2 separate regions of the Mus musculus genome follow, and region 2 is linked to region 1. A link is a contact called in public HiChIP or PLAC-seq data. All regions are on one chromosome and are shown on one strand. Each heading gives the region's core, a stretch centred on a gene start, on an enhancer-like site or on the middle of the called end of the contact. The rest is flanking DNA. Distances are from core to core; before and after follow the strand shown.

What was found. HiChIP or PLAC-seq counts read pairs in DNA pulled down with a chosen protein or histone mark.
Region 2: an H3K4me3 HiChIP or PLAC-seq map of bone marrow-derived macrophages shows a contact between it and region 1, with 2.6 times the contacts expected there. The contact joins the promoter of Rhog here to the enhancer-like site in region 1. A contact is called at or near these places in 8 of 39 promoter capture datasets (the C10 cell line, cranial neural crest, fetal liver and 5 more), 5 of 484 Hi-C or Micro-C datasets (bone marrow-derived macrophages, cerebral cortex, embryonic stem cells and 2 more), 8 of 115 datasets of contacts at active chromatin or transcription factors (the 230-238 cell line, the HPC-7 cell line, the SCID.adh cell line and 3 more) and 3 of 9 other capture datasets (adipose tissue, liver and pancreatic islet).

What each region holds. Positions count from the first base shown.
Region 1 is chr7:102,151,478-102,155,429 of GRCm38.p6, forward strand. Nup98 (nucleoporin 98) reads right to left here. Exons shown (of 33, transcript NM_001287164.1): 16 at 2,318-2,616; 17 at 1,659-1,772; 18 at 841-979. Among named protein-coding and RNA genes, the nearest start is that of Chrna10, 37 kb to the left of the region's middle. Within about 2 kb of position 2,209, at least 3 of the 459 cell types and tissues checked have an H3K27ac peak or open chromatin away from gene starts, as enhancers often do. A contact at or near this core is called in bone marrow-derived macrophages, where this site is marked.
Region 2 is chr7:102,248,072-102,252,023 of GRCm38.p6, forward strand. Rhog (ras homolog family member G) reads right to left here and starts at 2,047. Exons shown (of 2, transcript NM_019566.3): 1 at 1,974-2,047.

The sequences.
Region 1 (3,952 bases), core at 959-3,458:
CCAAAGATGTAAAAATGTCATTTTTAGAGATTGTTTTAGTGTCGGGTATTTTGCATATATGCATATATGTATGTACTCTATGTGTGTGCTCATGTTTATGAAAGCCACAAGACAGAATAGAATTCCCTAGAACCAGCGCTACAAACAGTTGTGAGTTGCTGGGAACCCAAACACAGGCCTCTGCCAAGAGCAGCAAGTGTTCTGAGCCAGCTCTCCAGCCTTCACCCCTATTCCCAGCCCTCAAACAAGCTGTTTACTGGAGTTCTGCAAATGTGACTTTTACCAATCACACATCTTATCCAGAGGAAGATGGATGTAGCAGTACAGGAGTGTTACTACAGCACAGGGGAGGTGAAGCAGGAATGCCGTGAATCAAAGCTAAGTTAGGGTTCAACACCACACCGGTTACAGTGCGAGCTATCTAACCTCCCACCATATCCAAGCAATATATGGCAACAGAATGCCTACAAAACAAAATAAACGTTAGTCTCACATTTAAATAGTTGAGTGTACCAGTGGCAGAACAAGAAGAAATACAACAAAACAAGAAAACTTTCTGGAGTTGGTGCTCACTGGCAGAGTGATTTTCAACATGTATGAGGCCCTAGTTTAATCTCTACCTCTGAAAAGCAAAATTAAGCAAAGGCAAACTTCCATTGTTGAAAGTTCCTGAAAATAGCATGTGAACACATTACCATTAGGGAAAGGTATGAGTCCTAAAGTCACAGAGCATCATTACCATTTATACTTTCAAATAAGAGTAGACAAACAATAAAAGTTTATAGAAAGACTGTGTTTTCAGGAAAAAACTCCAATTTCTGTATATAAATAAATTCATACCTATTTAGCCCTTCACCCACAGGTGGCTTTTGGTTATCATCTACATAGACAATAACTTCTTTCCTTCGGATATGCACAATATCATCCAAATTTAGATTTGTCAAATTCACATCTCCTTCAAAATAGATTGAGCCATATCCTAAAATTCAGAGCAAATGGTTAAAAAAGATCCTTCATAAAGGAGCAAAAATCTCCTTTAATCTGTAGTAATTAGGAAGGGAGAACATGCAACCTTTAATATCAGTATTTTAAACCTTCCAGAAATTCTTGGAGTAGCTTTCTGTCTCCTAAAGATGGCAAGAGTGGGGACCGAGGAATGGCATTATATAGTTATCAGATATAACATCTCCACTTTACATTTCTGGTGTCTTCAAATCTTCCCCAGTATCTCCAGTGCCAGTGTATGAACAACTTGGTTCCTCGTCTGCTACATAAACTAAAATACTTGAGCCCATTCAAAAGACTACTTCACAGAGTAAGTTTATTTAAAGAAAATTACCCATAACAATTTAATATAAAATTGATCACTGTATTAAAAACTTAGTATATCTTCAAGTTTAATTATGGAGAATTATGGGAAACATAATTACCAGACTCAAACAGGTATGTCTAAGCCCCCAAATTCTACATGGTTTTAGTCTTCCTTGCTTTATTACTTGTCAATGTTTCTATTAGTCTAAGTCAGGAAAGAACCAAATACAGGGGGGAAAAAAAAACCCAACAAGAACAAAAAACCAGACTCTAAAACCTAGAGTTGCCCTTAATAACATAGGCAAGGTCCAATCTCTAAGTTATATGACTTTTAAACTCACACTTACCTTTACGACCAATGGTGAAGTCAGAAACAATGCATTCTCCCTTCTCGTTGGTAATTTTAGCAAGGTCATCCATAGATGGGATAGTGTAATAACCAACTTTTGTGAGAACAATGCCTATGACCAAAAGTCAAAAAATATTGTGATTATACTTGAGTAGAACAGTTACCAGTTCTATTAATTTTATTTTCATATAACAATATGAGACAGGGTCTTATGTGTCAGTATGGCGTTGTAGTTAAAACAAAGCCAAGACCCTGAGCTTCTGAGCAACTTGCCTCCACATACTCAACGCAGAACTTGGGGTGCAGAGGCAGAAGGGTCACTGCAAGTTTGAAGAAAGCATGAGCAAGACCCAGACTCTATTCCCACAAACAGAAAAACAAAAACATTTTAAATGTAATATAGTCTACTAAACTTTGCTTAACCTAAGATTTGTAGATTTTATTTACCATAGAGTCCTCTTCTTAAAAGGAATACCCATAACATGGTAAGTCTCCATAGAATACACTATGGTAAGGTCTTACTAATAAACAATCCACTTGAATTTACAAAGTTAGGAAGATAGGACAGTCTCTTAGGCTATAAGAAGTGGACTCTTTTGACCACATTGCTGTAATTAAAAACTGTTTCAAAGATATAAAAAAGTATGTGAATCTGACCTGCTGGGTGTATGTGGTAAGCATTATTTTCTATCTCTTCTCGGTCATCTTGCAATGACTCATCATGGAATGACGTCTCTTCACTGCTTCCTTCCAATCCATTGCGCAAAGCAGCACGCATGTTCAAGGCAACAATGGTATCTTCCACATTGCTGCTACTGTTATTTTTGTTTCCAACACTCTCTGGAGTTTGTGGAATGGGTTTGGCAATAGGATTAGTGTAAAATCGTGATACAAGAGAGTCATCTTCTCCATCCTGCTGATTGTTCTCATCAACAGGTTTGCTCAGGAAGCTAAATCTGATAACGGAGAAAAAAATACCTTAGTCTTTGGCAATAGAAAAGGTGATGACAGCAGTTAATTTTTATTAAGGATCTGACATTACACCAGATGATTTAATAAATCCTTATAGCAGCTGTGTGAGATAGGATGTAATTACTACCTCTTAACCTGTAACAGGAAAACCAGATCAAAAAAAAAAATTTTGTGTAATATCACAAAGTTGTGAGTACTATCTAGAATTGAAGTTTTAAAATAGAAAAATCTAGGGCTAGAAAGATGGCTCAGTGGTTAAGAGGATGTGCTGCTTTGTATAGAGAATCCTGGATCAATTCCCAGCACAGACATGGTGGCTCCCAACAATTTGCAACCTAGTTCTAGAGGGTCTGATACCATCTCCCGGTCCCCTAAGACACCAGGCACACAAGTGTATACAAATATACATGCAACCAAAACACCCATGTACATAAAATAACAAACGAAAAACCTCAGAAAATCTAGCTCTAGGTTTCATAGCCTTGACTGCTCATTTTCAAAGGAATAAATCTGAGCAACCCCCTCTCACTCTGTGGGTGTGTTGGAGATCAAACTCAGATCTTCAGGTTTGATGACAAAGGCCTTTACTTAGCCATCTCCCCAGCCTTGATTTTGATTAAATCTTAGACTAAACACAAAATACTTGCTGCTATGTGAAAATAAATGATTAATGGTTAATGTCAAAATAAACACTGAACACTGGCTGTTTTTTCAGAGACCCAGGGTTTGATTCCCAACACTGACATGGAAGCTATCAACAATTCTAACTCCAGTTCCAGTGGATTTCACATAAGTGGACTCTATAGGCATTGTATGCACACAATGCACATACATACTTGTAGACAAAACACTCATATATATATAAAATTTTTAAAAATCTCAAAATTTGAATTTAAACTAATATTATAAACACAAGAGGTTTGGAAATACTTTAATGAAATATCAAATTACAAATTAAAAAATAGATGGCCCACTATTTTGAATAAAGGAATACCAAATAATCTCTGAAATTTCACTAATGGAGAGCTAACTAAACTATCTTATATTCATCACAATGACCACAAAGACCATTAACGATGGGGAATCAGGGCTGGCAAGAGGGCTGAGTGATGAAACAAAGCCTAAATGACTGAGTCTAATTCCTGGGGCCCATTTCCTGGAAGGAGAGAACCAACCTCTAAACCTACCACCACTGGCTGTTTCTTTCTCTCCTTTTCTTTTTCATTCATTCATTCATTCATTCATTCATTCTGTTTGTTTGAGACATAGTCTTTCTACATAGCCCTAGCTGTCCTGACCTCCATATGTAGACGAGATGAC
Region 2 (3,952 bases), core at 797-3,296, 96 kb after region 1:
TCTTAAATTTAGCTGTGCTCAACGATTCCCCAAATGTGACATTTGCTCTCCTTCACTTCTTTTTATTCTCGTGGAATGAAGTTAATACAGAGAGCAGAGAAGGCAGACACAAACAGAGTCTGAGCATGTAATCCGAACGCTGAGAGGCAGGGGTGCTAGGATGGAGACAAGCACTTATGGGGCCAGGACAGACTACGTTAGACTGTGGAGAAGCCCCTCAGAGAGCGGGAATAGAGAGCACAGCTCGGTATGAAGAGAACATCAAGGATGCTTAAAGACAGGAGGGTCAGCACAACTCCCAGTCAAGGCTCTGATACACATCAGAAAATGTAGATACCCAACCTCTGCAGTTCCCACCAAGCACCAGGGACGAAAGACAAACACCTTGCCTCACATCCCCTTCCTGATCAAAATTTAAAAACCAGTAGAGACTTAAGTTAGACTCGTAGCACTTTTCCCTCCAGAATCTTGCCTCTGCCCCCTTCCTTTTCCTAGCAGGCCAAATGGCCCAACCTACTCTCCCCACTGGTTGGAACCAGTAAGTGCTAGGAGACAGGAACCTTAAAGCTAGTTCCCCCTGACCCCCCTCCCACACAACACACCACTACACACACACTCCTAGGCTGCCTTCCTAAGAATCAGGGTAGTTTGATTTCCCATGGACTTTCTCACTAATCTTATTCTTGTGTCACCCAACCCTGCCTGCTACAGACTGCTTCCCCTTGCCTAACCACAGTGTCACCCACCGCAGGTTCCCTTCATTCTGCCGGCTTCTGCTCTGGGCCTTCTCAAGGCTGAGGGCAGTTATTTTGTCTCTAAGAGATAAAGAACACCAAAACTTGCATGTTCACGGGCGTGTGCACATGTTTAATCATCTCCATCATCGGGAGGTTGCAGCCAGCATCTCTAAGCTAAAGACGTTTGAAAAAGGCTCTCAAACTCAGCAAGTTTAAAGCAGTTTCTGACACCAAAGCTAGATTACAGACCAAGGGAAGGAGACGGACTGAGGGCGGCAGGGAAGATAGAAACAAAATGGGGAGATATGTGTGTGGTAGTCAGAGGCTGAACAACAGGCAGGGCAGGGTAAATGCGAGATCAGGGCCTGGGTACATCTATGTGGTTGGGGGAAGAGCCGGAAGGAGGCGAATGTGGTCGACACTATGGCGAATGTGGAAGACAGTATGGGGAGTTCAGGTGAGGGAGAAGACGTTAAGAGCTCTCAATCATTACCGAAAGCCAGTACTCCAGCTGCCTCTCAAAGTCATGGAAGTTGTCAGTGACTATCGGTATAGTGGCCCTTTCCTTCCTCAGTTTATCCTCAAAATAAAAAAGGCCAGATTGAGTCTGATAGACACAACAGACGTGTTCACTAAATACCCGCTGTTGTATGGGACAGGAATAAAGAGGTTGGCTCAGAAAAATACAGAGAGGGAATGGGGATTCCCCCACCGAGTCCTCAGCAGCAACAGTGTAGCAGCTATGGACTGGCTCCGACCTTCCCGGGTGAGACTTCAGAGGCCTCAGACACCGCCCCCCACCCCCAACCCCAGCCTCACAAATGTCACAACTGCAGAGCAGAGAGCGCGCCTTCTGCAGCCCAGAGGCCCTTTCCTTTCACACACTACTGAACAGCCCCACAACTTCTGAGGGCACCCCACCGCAGAGTCCCAGCCTCACAGCTCAGCGCTTTCCCACTTCCGAGCCTCTCACGGTTCGGATCTCAGTGGTCCCTCGCGGACAGCAGGAGCTCGCGCTGTCCCTCGGATCCCACCCTCAACCCGGCCACCAGCGATCGGGTCGCGGTGGCCGCTGTCCCCGCCCGGCCTGCCGCGCCCGCCCAACTTGCAGTGAACGAAAACCTCCCGCCCTCGGCCTCCCTCCTGCAAACTTCCCGGCTCCCGGGTACCCAGTCCGGGCCAGCTTGAACTCCTCTTCCCAGGACCCCTGCCCGACGGGCTCGACCCGGGCCTCACCTGGTGCCCTCCCCGCGGCGGGGGAGCTGGGGGCGGCGGCGGCGGCTCTGGGCTCAAGAAGGAAGTGAGAACTGGAGGCCGGAGGAAGTGGGGGGGTGGGGGCCGGGCCGGCAGGGCCGGGGCGGGGCGCGGGGGCGGGCCGGCCGGGGCGGGGCGGACTAGGAAGTCGGAGGCCTCCCCCACCCTCCAGCCTCGGGTTTTCTGCAAGCTTTGCCCTCCGCACAGTCCCGCACACCCTGCTTCTCTCCACTCTTCGCCCCGTGAGCCCTGAGACCCCTTGAGTCTGGCCTCTCAAGGTCAGGTCTCCCCGCTTTCACTTGGCATCTCCCCCCCACCCCCCAGCAGGGGCCCTAAGCTAGGCGCTGGGCATTTGTTCTCTTCCTAGTATCTCACTCCCCGCCCCGCAGCCTCCGCGGGAAGGCTGAGAAATGCCTTCCGCTCAGCCCGGGAATCTAGAGGTAGCCGCGGCTGGCTAGGGGTTAGCCGGAATGGGTCAGGCTGGGGCAGTCCCCACCCCTGCCCTGAGCCTTGGGAGAATGCTGGGTGGTGGTGATTCAGCAGTGGGAAGGTCCCAGACCCCTGGGGAGGGTGGGGAGACAGAGGTGGGGGGAGGGCAGCTGCCGTCAGCACCCCGGGAAAAGACGTGATCAGCAGAGATGCAGGCGGAGCCGCGCGGGCCCCCAAAACAGGATGTCGTGTCGTGGTTCCGCACCTCGCAGCTCCGCGGGGCCCTGGGGAGGGGGCGGGGCGTGGGAAGACGTGGGGCTCTTCTTGTTCCCTGATCTCGCCCTGGCGCGCGGCTGTTTGGAGCGGTAGGACCGCGCCCAGGCCTGAGGTCCGGCTTGGGCCCTGGAGACCGGCGAGTGGACGGCCTCGAGGGCGCCCTCTGGTGCTTCTAACCCAGGCCTTGGGCGCAGTTTTCCTGGAGAATCCACAGTCTTGATTCTTTTAACAACTTTCTGGGTGCTCTACCACGTGCAGAGCTCCGCAAGGTACAGTGAAAACAACACAAGATAAACACCCCGTCTTACAGAGGACCTCCAAATAAAGTGGATCAGGTCTGACAGGTAGTTTAATGTTTCCAAGTATCAGTTTTTTGTTTTGTTTTGTTTTGGTAAAATCAACAAAAAAAATTTCTCCACCCAGAGGATGTGAAGATTACAGAATAGGTATCCGTGCTGTGGTACTGTATAGAAAGTCAAGTTAGGACAATCAAACTCAGGCTGGTCAGTGACTGACTAAACGAGTGTTCTCAGATTCCAGAAGCCTGTTCTCATCGCACAGGCAGTTTGTGGACCCCTTACTTCTTCTTTGGCCCTTAGGCAAATTCCTCCCAATGGGAAGAGAATAAATTGGAGGGGCTAGGGGAAATTTGGGAGGGCAGAACTAGTGTTTGGTATTTAATGGGAAGAGGTTTGTGAGTCCCAAAAATAACAGGGTCCTTAAGTGAGGTTTGTAAATCCCCAAAATAACAGGATCAGATTCAAGTGACTTCAATGAAGCTATTAAAAATACGTTCCAAGCCAGGTGTGGTAGCACGTTTGTAATCTCAGCATTCCAGAGGTGGAGGCAGGAGGTTCAGAAGTTCGAGGCCAGCCTGGACTATATAAGACCTTACCTACCTTAATAAATAAAAAGTTCCCGAGTTCAAGGCCAGCCTGGTCTACATTCCAGGACAGCCAAGGCTACACAAAGAAACCTGGTCTAAAAAAAACAAAACAAACAAACAAACAAAAAAACAAAAAACAAGCAAACAAACAAACAAAAGCCCAAACAAAAAAAAGAAAAACCTGAAAAAAAATTGAAAATTAGGCTCAGTGATAGATAGCATGCTTGCTTATCATGTGTTTAGGCCTGTACCCCAACACCACAAGCAATAGCATGTTTGTTTGAGAATCAATTGAGGGGCATCGTGGTAGGAACAGGGTGGAAAGAACATGGGGTAAAAATAGATTGAAAGACTGGGTTGGCAACCTGGG